Linked DNA regions of Mus musculus: region 1 is linked to region 2. A link is a contact called in public HiChIP or PLAC-seq data. All regions are on one chromosome and are shown on one strand. The core of a region is the stretch at or near the end of the contact, and the rest is flanking DNA. Distances in the headings are between cores, read along the strand shown.

Region 1 (7,185 bases), core at 4,534-7,033, 240 kb before region 2:
TTTCATCTATGCTAATAGTTGCTTTATATCAATGCAAAATGGGAACCTGTGAAGAAGAGAGGAAGCCTCCATGCCTTCTGATCATGTTCTTCTGTATCATTCAACTGTTTTACTACATAAAGTTCAATTAACTAAGAAGCAAGTGAAACCCAAACAAAATTAAAAGGACAACAACAAACTAAAGGAGAGCTTTGCCTGTGTGGTTGATGCAGGAAGTAAGGACAGAGTCACAAGGGGACAGCCTCTACTCACAGTCTTCTCAGGACGATAGTGACAAAGACCACAGTATATAAAGGGAGAACCATGAGCAGAATACACAGGCCAGAAAATTATAGGAGTCCATTCCTATGAAACCCGGTGGGCTGGGAGCAGAGGTCAGCTTCCTACAGTGCTTCCAAGTCTGCACTATATCTGTCTATATGCACTTCAAGTCTGCACTATATCTGTCTATATGTACTTCAAGTCTACACTATATCTGTCTATATGTGCTTCCAAGTCTACACTATATCTGTCTATATGCACTTCAAGTCTACACCATATCTAATATATATGCATGTGCAACCTAAGCAAATCTCCACTAGCAGGCTGTGACCTGCCATGAGCAGTGTTTGCTGCTGTGCCTGACGTCTGATGACCTGAGCTCCACTCCCCAGCAGTACCATGGCAGTGGAGAGAAATGACTACACAATTGCCTTCTAGGCTTCCACACACAAACCAGGACAAGTGCACACACATCTGTGCAACAGAAACACAGACACAATGCAACACACAATGGAATAAATTTGAAAATAACTTATAATTTTATAAAATTGGTATATAAAAATATTTTAAAAAAGAATCAGGCCTTACTTTATCTGGAATTCTTGATTTGGTAAATTTGTGACGAATCCATTCTGTACCAATGAGAGATTCTGCACCTTTCTTCACAGTCTGAAGCAGAAAACATCTGTCATTTAGAACTCCATGTAGGGTAAGAGCCTGTATCCACCAGCCTTTATGTGACAAGTGTCTGATCTAACATAGTCTACAACAGTCTAACGTGGCTACCTCACTGAGTGGACGCATCTCATTAAAGCACTAATGAACAACAAAGCAAAACCATATGCACTTAGACTTCCAGTCTGGGGTTGGCTACTTCCTTCAAGTTTGGAGCAGGCCTAAAGAGTAAGACACTGTCTGTAAACCAACACCACACAAAGCACAGTGAGTGTCCCTAGTCCTAACAGCACCACCAGGCCCAGCTCTCACCTCTTGACTTTATTGCCCAGTCCTCCTTTACTTGTGCAGTTGGACACAGGGATTCACTGCAGTCTTTCTCTTTCAGACTTCTCTGAACTACAGAGCTGATCCAACAACTAGAGGGTTAAGTCTAGACAGGGTGAGAGAAGGGAAACCTGGTCCTGCTTCCTTTGCTTACAACACTAAGATGTGAGTCACACATCTTCCCAGAGGGTCAGTTTCCAAAGTACCAAAAGGGAGACCATACTGAATTCATTAGCCAAATGGAAGTAGCTGACATTTCCACCCCCACAGCCAGGAGGTGTTCTGTATGGAGTCCTAGCATATCTCTGGGTCTGTACCCAGTCTGGTCAATATGTATTCATTAGTTATCCCAATGTACTCTCTAAGCACTAGGAGGAGATGCTAACACATTTCTTTTCTTCAGGAGATTGCATATCTTCTACTTTTTCTGTTTATCTGACTGTGATTGAAAATGTATTCTTTTCATAATTGAAGGGTTTCCCCTAAAACTGTAACATTAAAACAGACCAAGGGCAATCAGCAGTAGCCTTTTCATTGGCTTAGTCTACAGGAAAAGGCATTTTGGGATTGGAAATCTCTAGGGAAAATAGCACATAGAGCAGGAATGAACAAGGGCTGGGTGTAGCTCCGCTAGAGTGTATGCCCAGTGCTCATAAGGCTCTGAGCTCTCACACCACAAATGCAGCAGACCTAAACCAACTAATTTACATCAGAAGGACCTTTTAAAAAGATTAACTTGCTTTTGTGTTTTGTAATTAACAAGAGAGGAAAACATAAAAAAGCAAGTTCTTAAACTGAGGATGTAGCCCACTTGGCACAGTGCTTGCCTGCATGCATCAAGCTGAGTCCAGTCCCCAGCACTGCACAAACCTGGGCACTTGGGAAGTGGAGGCAGGCAGAGCTCAAGGTTATCCTCAGCCGCACAGTGAGGTGGAGGTCAGCCCTAGCTGTAAGAGAAAGCCATGGAAAGTTAAAGCTTACCTGCAGTCTGCATGGAGGCCTCGGGAACGCGGAGCGCAGAACCCCAGCCATGGGGGTGGGAATTCTCTCTTCAGAGGCTGAGGAGTAGGAAACACACTGCTGGTCAAACACATAGCAGATGGGCACATCTCCCCTTCCGTGTCGGTAAAACCTCAGTAGTCATTATACGTTAAACAGTCCTATTTTCATCTAGTGAGCTTAGTGTCTGCGTTCATCCCACAAAACTGGGAAATGGAGTTTTCTATCACCCAAAACTTGTCACAACAAGTATAAATAATATTTGATCATTTTTCTTTGTCAGAGAAATCACAGAAAATGCAAAACTAGATGGTACTGAAGAAATTCTACCTCTTAGAATCAGAACCAAGTGCCCTCTTATTTTACATATGAGGAAGATGACTTGCAGAAAGCAATCACTTCCCCAAGGTATCCAGCCATTAGGAGAGTATGTACAGATAGGCATTGGTGGCACATGCCTCTGACCCTACACTTGGGAAGCCTGGGACAGAAAGAAAAGTCCTCCCTTTCAGACTCCTCATCTCCCCTCAGGAACCCTGCCAACCACTAGGGTTGGCATGTATGTACACATGGGCTCACTTTGTTTGTTGAGAGGACAACTACACCAGCAGCTATGAACACACTTTGTGCTCAGATAGTGACTTTAATAGCACTCGCTTCAAAGGGCTCCTTCAAGAGACAGCTGACAGTCTGCTGCAACCTGAGGAACCAGGAAGTCGGTACTCAGAAATGCAAACCCAAGGGAGCGTATTAAAGGGATACAGACACAACTGAAACAGCTCCCAGTGGCCATACTGGAGTGACTATAGTTAAACAAACACACAACAAAGTTTCAGTTTATAACTGGGACCTACACTGTCATGGATCAGTCCACACTTACATACAAGTAAAGGGACTGGAGCACTGCTCCCAGGAGTGCTGTACAGAACAGCAGGGGTTGCCATTAAGGAGAACAAACTGACATGTAACACTACCTCCACCAGGAGATCAGGGATGGGGAACACCAATGGTGATCAGAGCGGACAGCATTCCAGCCAGGGCTACATAGTGGGAACCTATCATAAAACAGAACAAAACGTTGCTAGCACCTATACTTGATCCCAGGACATGTAATGAAATGACTTCCACCACAAAGCCGATACATTTAACTCCACTTAAGAGAAAAACCACCGTGGACTGAGGGTTATTGTGTGTGCTAGCTAATTTTATGTCACCTTGCCATAAGCCCTGCTTGAGTTCCTGTCCTGACTTCCTCAGTGATGGACTATGATGTAGAAGAGAGATGTGTCTCTCAAAGGAAAATACACCCTTTCCTCCCCAACTTGCTTCCTTTTTTTGGTCATGGTGCTTCATCGTAGCAATAGTAACCCTAACTGTGGAAAACACTTCATTAACACATTTTCAAATATCTCACTTCTCGAAACTGCCAAGGTCATCACAACTAGAAACCCGAGAAACTGGCCAAGAACCCAAGAGCTACACAATCATCATTATATACAATACACACTACATTGGTGTCTGAGTTGGATCCTGGAATATAATAGGACATGGACACCCAACAAAGCTAAAGAAATCTGTCTTAATAAAGCAAATGACGTTAATAACGTACCAATTTGGTTCAGCAGCTGCACTGAGCACCCTACACTAATATTTGATGATAAAGGCAGAAACTGAGCAGGGAAGGTACAGGTCCCTGTACTAAGCTTCACTCACCACTTCTCTTGAAATCTAAAATTGCCTAAAGCTAAAAGCTCATTTATTAAAAAATAAATTAAAAAAAATTAAAGCTGGAACTAGGAATATGTTTCAGAGGTACAACGCTTACCTGGCATGCATGAGTTTCTGGGTTCAACACCTAGTTGAAGCTGGAGGTCTTCTCCCTATTTTGGCTCAAACCTTCTCTTGTCAACAGGTCTACCTGGATCACGCTGTTTCAGTCCTGAATGAGGACTACCTCCACCAAACAGCTTAACATTCGCAGCCACAGCCCTGCCAGCACTTCTGCACCTTGCCTTACTTGAGTACTCGTGTTCTATTGTACTTTGCTGGTTTACCATTTAGTGGCTGTCTCCACTCTGTACACGGGACAGTGCCAGAAGACAAGGACTTTATATTTTGGTTTGGATCTGCTCAAGTCATAGATGTGTCTCTCAAAGCAGCTTCGGCACTCAAGATTCTCTGCTGAAGTTTAATTTCAGATATAAGCAGGCAGCACCATCAAAACTGCTTTTTGTTGTTGTTGTTTTTCCTTTTGGTGAGGGAAGGTACTGGGGATTGAACCCATAGCCTTGCATACAGAATATAAGTGCTCTGAGCTGCAACTCATTTCAATACAGTAGGCATTATTCTTATGTGCGTAGCTTTTGGACCTTGAAGCAATTATACTGCCATCTACTGTACAACAACTTTCCTCTGTACTGTTGCAAATACCAGAAAAATGGGGCTGGAGACATGGCTCAGCAGTTATGAGCACTGGCTGCTCTTCCAGAGGTCCCACATTTAATTCCCGGTGACCACCTGGAAGCTTACAAATGTTTTTTTAACTCTATCTAGTTCCAGGGGATCTGACTATCTTCTGGCCTCCATGGGCACTACACGCACATGGTGTAGATATGACAGGCAAAACACCCATACACATAAAAATAAACTGAAAAATACCATTTATCACATGGGATATATAACCTATTTCTATTTTCTAATATGTTAATATATGAGTATACACAGAAAAACAAAAGGCTGCCAAAACCATTTTTCCTCTCCCTCACCCCGAAAGGTTTGCTGGAGTTTTGTTGTTGTTTTGCTTTTTTACAATGGTTATGCACGTAAACAGCTCTTTACCCCTAAACTACAACACCAGCTCGTAAGTGGTTCTTTAATTAATTTCTCTTTCTAAAGGGTCAAGGTATATATCTATAACGAGGAGTGAACATTCCTGAAAATACAGAACACTGAATTTCCCGTGCAATCAACCGCGTTCTCTGAAATCAACAAATGTCTCTCTTCTTCGAATTCCCAGGACGTAAAGGTAGTAGGCAGCCGTCATAACGGCCTCTCAGCCACCAAAAGCAGCTGCTTTAACAAGTGACAATCACAGGGGCCTGCAAAATCACTGTCTTTAATAAACAGCAACTCCAAAAACTCAGCACTCTAAAATCGCAACATCTTAAAATTAAGCAAGTTTTGCCTTCTTAAAAAAAAATAATAAATTTCACTGACGCTTGGATGGCTCGGACCTAGATCTACACGAGTGAGACTCTCAGAGACACGCGCGTCGCAGCACGACTCGAATAAAGTGACAACCTGGCTGCTTTCAGAAGATCAAGAAATAGGTCTGCGGGACCTCCAACTCGAAACAGAAAGAAAGTCATTTCGTAACTGCAGAGAGAGCCTCTAGCTCCCACGACCGCACTCACCGGCGACCGCTGTGTCCACTCCGAACGTCCCCGCAGCCGGAAGGAGAGGAACAGAGGCAGGTGGACCCAGTGCAACATTCAAACCACGCCGTTGCCGTCACAGACCGTACGGTTCTTTGGTTCCGGGAAAGGTTTTTTTTTTTTTTTGTCCCGGCCCATTCACAACGCGCCATAGAAGACAGCGCAGGCGCAGCGGCGTCACGCGTGCGCTTCCTGGAAGCGCAGTGGGTCAGCTCTTGGAATTTGCTGGCGGTGCCCAGGAGTTGTCACAGTGATGGCTAAGTCCAGCCTGGGACAGGATTCCGATAGCACTGCGGCGGTGGCGGTACTAAAGCGGGCAGTAGAGCTGGATGCAGAGTCCCGGTACCAGCAGGCTCTGGTGTGTTACCAGGAGGGGATTGACATGCTCTTGCAGGTTCTGAAAGGTGAGCGAGTTTCGGTTTCCGCTCTGTCTGGGACTGAGCGGAAACTTAAGAAAACGAAACTTACTAACTACCAGGAAGCATTCAAATTCAGGAGTTATATTCTGATAATCTGCAGGACAACGGAGGTGGTGGCCTTTGCAATAGACCGATGTTATCGCTAAGGACCATAAGAGGCATAACCAAATATAATCTATAAGGCTTGATAGGTCTTGCGTTTGAATCAATTTTATTCTTCGTTGTTGTCAGTTTGTGACATGATTTTTCTCCTTCCTCTGGCTCACCTTCCTGCCCTCACCCCAACTATGATCCATTGAGTTTCACTAGGGTGGAAGTTTGTTTACAGAGCTATGTGCACGTTACCAGCGACTACAGCACTGACTAAATTGTCTCTCCCTCCTCCATCAATGATTATATATTCATTCTCAAGATGGGGGTGCATTCCACGGCCATTTATTCTATGTGCACCAACCAGTTGTCAGTCTCTGCAGTCACTACCCGGTACTGGTGGAAGAGGCTTCTCTGACCATGTGGACTACAGCACTGCTCTATGGGCATAAACATAATGAGGTAGAGGGCAGTTTGGCAGATACATCATGTTGATTTAATAAAACTACAGCAGTAGTAGTACGGCCCCTAGGGCCTAGGACCGCCACAGTCTTGATTTTTAGTTAGGTATAAAGTACCAGATGAGAGTCCCTCTTGTCAAGCAGACTTCACATCCAATCAGAAAGCAGTTGGGTACCACATTTACCACGATTGCGCCAATGGGCTCATCTTTCCCAGATGGTTGGTTTTAACAGAGGGAGTGGCTGAGTAAGACATTTCTCCCCCAGCAGCTTGAGTAGCACCATCCAACACCGTGGTACTATCCAACAAGGAGGACGCTTTCAACCAGCTCCAGTTTGTTCTCGACCTGTGGTCAAGGCATGTGGCATCTTTAGCAATAGGGTCTTATGAATGAGTTTTGATGGACATCCAAAAGCAGGGGCAATCCTGTATTGTTTGGGGGGAACTCACAGCCCACTCTCAGCACTGGGGTGTATCTATCTATCTATCTATCTATCTATTTATTTTTCCTATTTATT
Region 2 (7,391 bases), core at 4,460-6,959:
ATGTCTGTGAGTCTGTGTGCCCATGTGTAGGATATCTGTGCCGCCTATGCCCTTGCACACGGAGACCAGAGCTAGAGTTACAGGCATTTGTGGTGGGAGCTGGGATTTGAACTCTGGTCTTCAGGATTGTGCAGCAAGCACTGTCAGTCTCTGTGCCATGTTAAAGCCCCATTGATAGGATTTGAGAGTGGAGCGTGAACACTTTGTTCTTATTTATCAAGATTGTTTGTACTATTCTAGGCTTAAAATGTTTTTAATTGAGTAAGATAATTGAAAAATACTTGTATATTGTGAATTCTCAAATATTTGTTCTACAAGTTATAGAAACTCTTGTTATGAAATTGATTTTTCTCTTCATTTTATCAATTTTTGCTTCAAGAACAAAAGGGTTCTCTTTTTATATGGCTTAGCCTTCATGTTTATAATAGATGCATTTTCTTGATAGAGTATGATTTTATCATTATTAAATGATACTATTTATCTGTAATTTTTTTTCTAAAACTAGTTTTCCTGATATTAATGTATTGGCCAGTTTAGAATATTGTTGAATTCCCATGTGATTATATTTTTATATCTGACTTCCTTAATTTTTGTTAGAAAACACAGTTTATTCCACTTTAACCCTTTTAAGTATGCGTAGGCTTGTTAGGTCATGGCGTCGTGTATCTTGGAGTCTTTTATGTGATCTTCAGAGTCTGTGTATTCTGTTGCTATGTTTTTTGTTACCAGGTGGGGTGATCTGTGGATTCCTGATCAGTCTAGTTAATGTTGTTCTTCAAGTCTTTTATATCCTGTTGACAGACCGCCCATTTGTTCTAAAAGTTATTAGAAGCCAGGTGCTGACGTGCACATCCATGGTTGTAAGTCACGGAGTCAACGTAGGTGCCAATCAACAGCTGCATTGAGGGCTGTGTATGTGCACGTGTGTGCATGTATGTTCGTGCATGTGCACATGTGTGTAAATGTGTTCATGTGCATGCATGTATGTGTGCTTGCCTGTGTGAATGTGCATGTGTTTATACATATGTGTAAATGTGTTCGTGTGTGTGTGTATATATGTATGTGTACATGTGTTTGCACATGTGTATGTATGCATGACATGTATTTATATTTTAATGGTGTGCGTGACATACCCTTAAAAGAAGAACAAAGTTACATTGTTTGCACAAAAATTCATGTTAATTGAAGCTTGTTGTGCTATGTTTATATTCCCAACACTTGGGAAGTGGAGACAGGAAGACCAGGCATTGAAGGACAACTTCAATATGAACAGATCTGATGCCAGCTTAGATAACTAGAGACCACACCCTTACTCCCACACACACATATGCATGCATAAAAGACAAGTATGTTTTTTCCTATATGTAGATCTCTTTAAAAGACATATGAGAAGCCAGGCATGGTGGCGCACACCTTTAATCTTGGTGTGAGTTCGAGGCCAGCCTAGTCTACAGAGGGAGTTCCAGGTCAGCCAGGGATACACAAGGTGTGAGACTGAAAAGAAGAGCTTGTAGGAGGTTAGAGTTAATAAAAACCTGTTGCTGGAGGCAGGGGAATGTTGATCACAGTATCTTATGTCCACGTGTGAAGTGTCCTAATGAAACCTGGTAGTTTCTACAGTTAATATATACTAATAGAAGTGATCAAAGAGGGCACTGTATATTTATTATGTTTTCCTGATAGTATAACTATTCCATCTTTATAAATTGTCCTCCTATCGTTAAGAATGTTCTTGTTTTAGGGTTTACTTATTACTCTTATTGGTATAGCCACTCTGGATTGTAGGATATGGCATTTCATTTTCAACTTCTCTGCACTCATGAGGCTAAACTTGGTTTTTATTTTAATGTAATTTTTATTTTATGTGTATCAGTGTCTGCATGAATGTCTGTGTACCACTGGGGGACCTGGTGACCATGGCAGCTAGAAGAGGGCATCAGACCTTCTGGAACTGACGTTACAGATGGTTGTGAGCCACCATGTGGTTGCTGGGATTTGAACTCAGGACCTCTGGAAGAACAGTCAGTGCTCTTAACCGCTGAGCCATCCCTCCAGCCCTGAGCATGGGTTGTTTGGTTGTGTAGTCTGACAGTGTCTCCCCTCCAAGTGACTGAATCCATCTGCGTCTCTGACACAGTTAGCCACTCCATCTGCCCCTCCTTTTCTAGTTTCTTTAGTGAGTGCTTTGTCCCTCTGTGCCCAACACCTTCACTTTGCCTTCCTTCTCAGTGCCCTTAACCGCTGAGCCATCTCTCCAGCCCAGCTTAATTCTTTTACTTCTCCTATGTCTCTGTGTGTAACATGTGTGGGTGTATATTCCTGCTCATGTGTGTGTAGGGGGCAGTGCATATGTGCAGTGTGCATATGGAGGCCTGCATTTGACACTGCAAGGCTTCCTCTGTTGCTCTTGTCCTTACTCATTTACCCAGGGTCCTGGTTAAACCCAGAGCTCCCCTGAACCTCTGGCGTACCTAGCTAGTCTGTTCCAGAGATCCCCCTGCCTCTGCTGTCAGAGCACTGGATTACAGACAAGCTCCATGGACATCCAATGTTCACATGGACCCTGGAGACCCCAGGGCCCTGAACTTTGTCTCTTCACTCACATGTAGATTGATCTAGTCATTGAGCCGTCTCTGCAGCCCCCCCTCCCCCCCACCCCCGTCTCATTCTTCACAGTTCAGTACCGCCTCTTTGTTCTCCTATTTTAGCTGTATATATTGTGTCTGTATTTACTGCAAGCCTAACAATGACAACATAGCAAAAAAAAAAAATTCCTTTGTCTCTTAAAGGAGCTAAGGGGAATAAATAATAAGAAATTATCTGTGGAGAAAAAAAAGATACCTACTTTCTTTGATCAGTTTTGGTTTTCTTTTGTCCAATGAGTCATGATTCTGTTTTCCTGATCACAGCTGTAAGGCAGGTGGAGTAGGTCACCTCCCTGGCTGAGGGTGGACTAAGGGTTGTTCAAACATTGCTATGGAAAGTGCACTTGGAGAGACATGCATTGTGGGAAGATGTATCATATCACGCATGTTCCATGTGTGGTCATAAGGTGGCAGCTTATAGAAAACAGGCTCAGCCCAATAGGTAAGTGTAGTAAAAAGGATATTAAGAATCCCGTCATGGGTTTCTACCCACCTTAGACCATTTATGTTCTCAGATAAAAGACACATTGAACACAACCTTTATATATTAATATGCCTCAGGCAACACAATAACTGGACAACTGCCTACCCCCATGTTATTAAAATCTACCTTTCTATCACTAACTGAAGTTATTGTTCATTATGTTTTATCTAGGCTGCTCTTAGCTCTAACCAGCCAACCTACATGGCAACCATATTTTTATGGCTCTACTAGCCCATGACGGTTCTCCTTTCTCCCTTCCTACACATTCTTCTTCTGTTCCATGGTGACTGTTCCCCTCTCTCCTCTCCTTCTCTTCTCCCCAGCTATTGACATCTTTATTTACCAATCACAATCAACTGGGGACAGGGTGTTGGCATCAGGACCTCTGAAACCTGTGACATCACATAGGCGACAAAGCAACCTACACACCTGTTGCCAAGACAACGACCATCATATTCCCAGAACCCATTGGGCTTACCTCCCACCTTTACCTGTGACCACATCACCATCCATATATATAAGAAATCTCTCTCTCTCTCTCTCTCTCCCTCTCTCTCCCTCTCTCCCTCTCTCTCTCTCTCCTCTTCCCCCCTTCTCTTTCTGCTGACATCTTCCTTGCCTGCCCCTCTCTCTCCCAATAAACCTCTTAAATGTGAAACCGTTTTGGCCTGGGGTACTATGTTCAGACTCGAGCCACTATTCTAACACATCACAGGGTCACTCTATGTCTTACACACAGACTCTTGTCTTTAGAACAAACAGCCTGAAGGGCCCCCAAATTAACACCAAAATAGAAATAATGTTAGGTCACCACAGGTAAGGAAGTGAGTTTGTGCACCTGCATTGGAGGGTTCAGGGTTTACGCAAAGGCACGAGGGGACTTGACTGCTCCATTGGAATCTCACTAGGTCAGGGGTGACAAGAAAGAGAATGTATCACATGACCCAGCCTTATCACACAGGTCCACATGGTCTCTCAGGCTTAGTGTTCACAGATCATTTGTCAATGAGTTATCAGGGAAATAGGAGGGTTTTCAAAGATTTGTTTTTATAATGTTTTCAAGTATGTGTGTGTAAGTGTGTAAGCTCCCATATGCCCACATAGTCCAGAAGGGGGGTGTCACATCCCATGGAGCTGTAGTTACAGGCAGTTGTGAACCTCCTGAGATGGGAACCAAACTCAGATCCTTTGTAAGAGCTGTATGTGCTCTTAACCACTAAACCATCTTTCCAGCCTCTGAAGTTTTAAAAATTTACATTTTAAAAATATTTATTATGTATACAGCATTCCTCCTGCATATATGCCTGCAGGCCAGAAGAGGGCACCAGATCTCACTATAGATGGTTGTGAGCCACCATGTGGGTGCTGGGAATTGAACTCTGGACCTCTGGAAGAGTAGCCAGTGCTCTTAACCGCTGAGCCATCTCTCTAGCCACCAACATTTTTTCTTATACTGCTCCTTTATTCTGTAATTGTCAAATATGTTACATTTCTATGTGGTGTAGCCCGGATAATTGAAATATCATTCTGTACAGCTGCTTTTTAAATCAATTGGAAGGAAAAGGGAGAAGATTTTTCCAGGAATGTGGTTTCTGTTAGAATTCCCTACAGAATTCCTTTTGTTATTTGTGGTTTTATGTGTATGGATTCGTGTTACTGTCTGGTGTTTAACTTTAAGCTTGAAGGACTTAGTTGTGACTGTAAGGGAGGAACATTAGCAAGAAATAATCTGCTTTTTACTTGAATGCCCTTATTTCAATTTTCAAAATTAACCCTTATATTTATATTGTGTACTTGGGTGTTTTGTTTGATTTATAGCATGTACCAAGTGCATGCAATGCCCATAGAGGCCAGAAGAGGGCGCCATATCCCCTGGACCTGGAGTTACAGATCGTGGTGAGCCGACATGTGGGTGCTGGGAATCAAACCCTGGTCCTCTAGAAGAGAAGTCAGTGCTCTTAACTGCTGAGCCATCTCTCTAGCCCCCTTCCTAATTCTTAATAGATCATTGCCTATAGAGAGTTAATACTGAGCTACTTCGTGTAAAATGTGTGAGCCTCGTGACAGGGTAGTCTTGCCCCTCTACCACACCTTAATGGCATAGGCTTATCCACATACACTCTTCACTTACAACACTTACTTTCTTAGATTGTTGCATTCCTTTAAATCCATTTAAAGAAAGCAATTGGTGTTTTAGGTTTTCCCATGGAGGTATCTTACCCACTGTATCTCGTACTGTGTTTCCTCTGTGCTAAGGGACATCTTTGATCTTCTCACATGTCCCTCGTGAACACATTCCTGAGTGTCCACTTACCTAAATATTTATATCTACACATATGTTTATATATATACACGCTTCATTACTTACGGATTATTTTTCTGGGTTAGATGCCAGGTTGCCAGGGCACTGTGGATTCTGCTAACACATTTTGAAGATGTTACTCTGTTTGTCTTATCTGCTGATGGCCGTTCATTCTGCTGTCTGCCCACATAAGCTATGCCATTCTCCTTGGAGTGTTATTGAGGTCTTTGACTTCATCTTTGCTTTAGTGTGGGAGTCTACAGACTCTGAGGCCTACGATCTGCCCAATTGTGAGCTAAGATTCTAAGCTTCCTACATCACCAATACTTGAATTCACAAATTCTCTAAATTCCTTCTCTTTTCCTTTTTTGTTCTCGACACCCCACCCCCTTTCCTCCTGCCTTCTTCTCTTCAGCTTTCAGGTTCAATCTGATGTATTTCCCCAGTATCCTAAAGAACTTCTCCTTACATGTTCTGTAGCACGCATCTATTGTAAACAAATTATTAAACTTCATATTTATCTAGAGATAGGTAGGTAGATGATAGATAACATGTGCATATATATATATATATATATATACAGGCAGACATGCACATGTGTGTATGTGTGTATGTTCATATACATATATGTGCCTTTATTATTTAAAAATTAGGTTAATATTTTACTTTTTATCTGTATGAGTATTTTTCCTGCTTGTTGTCTGCGCACCATGTGCATGCCTGCTGACTGCAGAGGTCAGGGAAAGAGCATCAAATCCCCAGGAAGTGCAGCTATAGATAGTTACAGATCACCATGTGGGCGCTGGGAACTGCACTGGGCTCTTCTGCAAGAGCAGCCAGTGCTGCTAACCTCTGAGCCATCTCTTCAGCCCCATAATCTTTGTTATTGAAGGATAATTGTGCTCCAGCTGCTGGGACTCGGTTGCACATGTGAGATCACCTGCATCCTGCCGTGGCATGGATGCTCTGTGAGATCACCTGCATCCTGCCATGGCACGGATGCTCTGTGAGATCTCCTGCATCCTGCCATGGCACGGATGCTCTGTGAGATCACCTGCTCTGTCCATGCTCCCTTCCTTTCTCTCTGCTTTTAGGAAGGTGGCGCCTGTTGATTTATCTGATGTCTGTCTCCAGGCTACTGTTGAGACCATTTGGTGAATGCTTCACTGAGGAAATGACACTTTTGTCTTTAAGGTTTGCATTTGGTTCTTATACGCTCATATTTCCCTTTCAGTTTGGAAGTCTATTTACTTCTTGCAACCACAGGTTTCTTTTCAGTCCTCAAACAACTTCTTTCAAGTGTTTAGTCTGTTCTGTGAGCCATTGGCCACTTGGGCTCACTCTCTGTGAAGTCATATTCTTCTTCTGACTACTGGTCACATCTTGCTGTTTCTATGTGTGGTCGGCACGTTTCGATTCCGTGTAAGACACTGAGAGAAATGTGGGAACTCTGGAACCAGTTATCTTCTCTAAAGAGTGTTGACTTTGCTGACTGTTAACCTGCTTACACCACATCTGTGAGCCCCATCTCTTCTCTAACAGGCAGAAGAAGAAAAAAAAATCACTGCTCGCTTTCCCCAGTTTCCCAGATGTGGTCTTCTACCAGGCTCCTTGACATAGCCTCAATTTATGAGCAATTCACAGGCACCAATTCACATACTTAGATGTCTGCTCTTCTTTCTGAGCATCTGGCCCTCTGCTCAGGCGGCCCTGACTTCTCTGAGTTCTCTGAGTCAGATAGGTCGTCAGCCACCTTGCCACACGGATCTGAAGGGTCCACGGGCCGAAAGCCCTGTGCATCATAACCCTCTACAACCATTTCCTTCATTCAAGATCAGTGCTTGCCTAACATCTGCCTACTTTAGGTTGCTTGATATTCCATATACACACACAGTCAATCTTTCTCACTTGTACCAGGCTGGCTGGACACAGGCCTCACCCACCATTAAGGTCGAAGGAT

Evidence for each region. HiChIP or PLAC-seq counts read pairs in DNA pulled down with a chosen protein or histone mark.
Region 1: a contact with region 2 is called in an H3K4me3 HiChIP or PLAC-seq map of embryonic stem cells, with 13 read pairs. The contact joins the promoter of Mrpl30 here to the promoter of 4930470B04Rik in region 2. A contact is called at or near these places in 5 of 115 datasets of contacts at active chromatin or transcription factors (the 230-238 cell line, bone marrow-derived macrophages and embryonic stem cells) and 2 of 9 other capture datasets (adipose tissue and pancreatic islet).

The regions. Positions count from the first base shown.
Region 1 is chr1:37,889,075-37,896,259 of GRCm38.p6, reverse strand. It overlaps Mrpl30 (mitochondrial ribosomal protein L30), which reads right to left and starts at 5,783. Exons shown (of 6, transcript NM_027098.3): 1 at 5,676-5,783; 2 at 3,237-3,317; 3 at 2,245-2,321; 4 at 850-930. The coding sequence starts at 2,295. Mitd1 (MIT, microtubule interacting and transport, domain containing 1) reads left to right here and starts at 5,849. Exons shown (of 7, transcript NM_026913.3): 1 at 5,849-6,100. The coding sequence starts at 5,950.
Region 2 is chr1:37,651,802-37,659,192 of GRCm38.p6, reverse strand. 4930470B04Rik (a long non-coding RNA gene) reads right to left here and starts at 5,709. Exons shown (of 3, transcript XR_373326.4): 1 at 5,498-5,709. All of the region lies in intron 1 of Cracdl (capping protein inhibiting regulator of actin like), which reads left to right.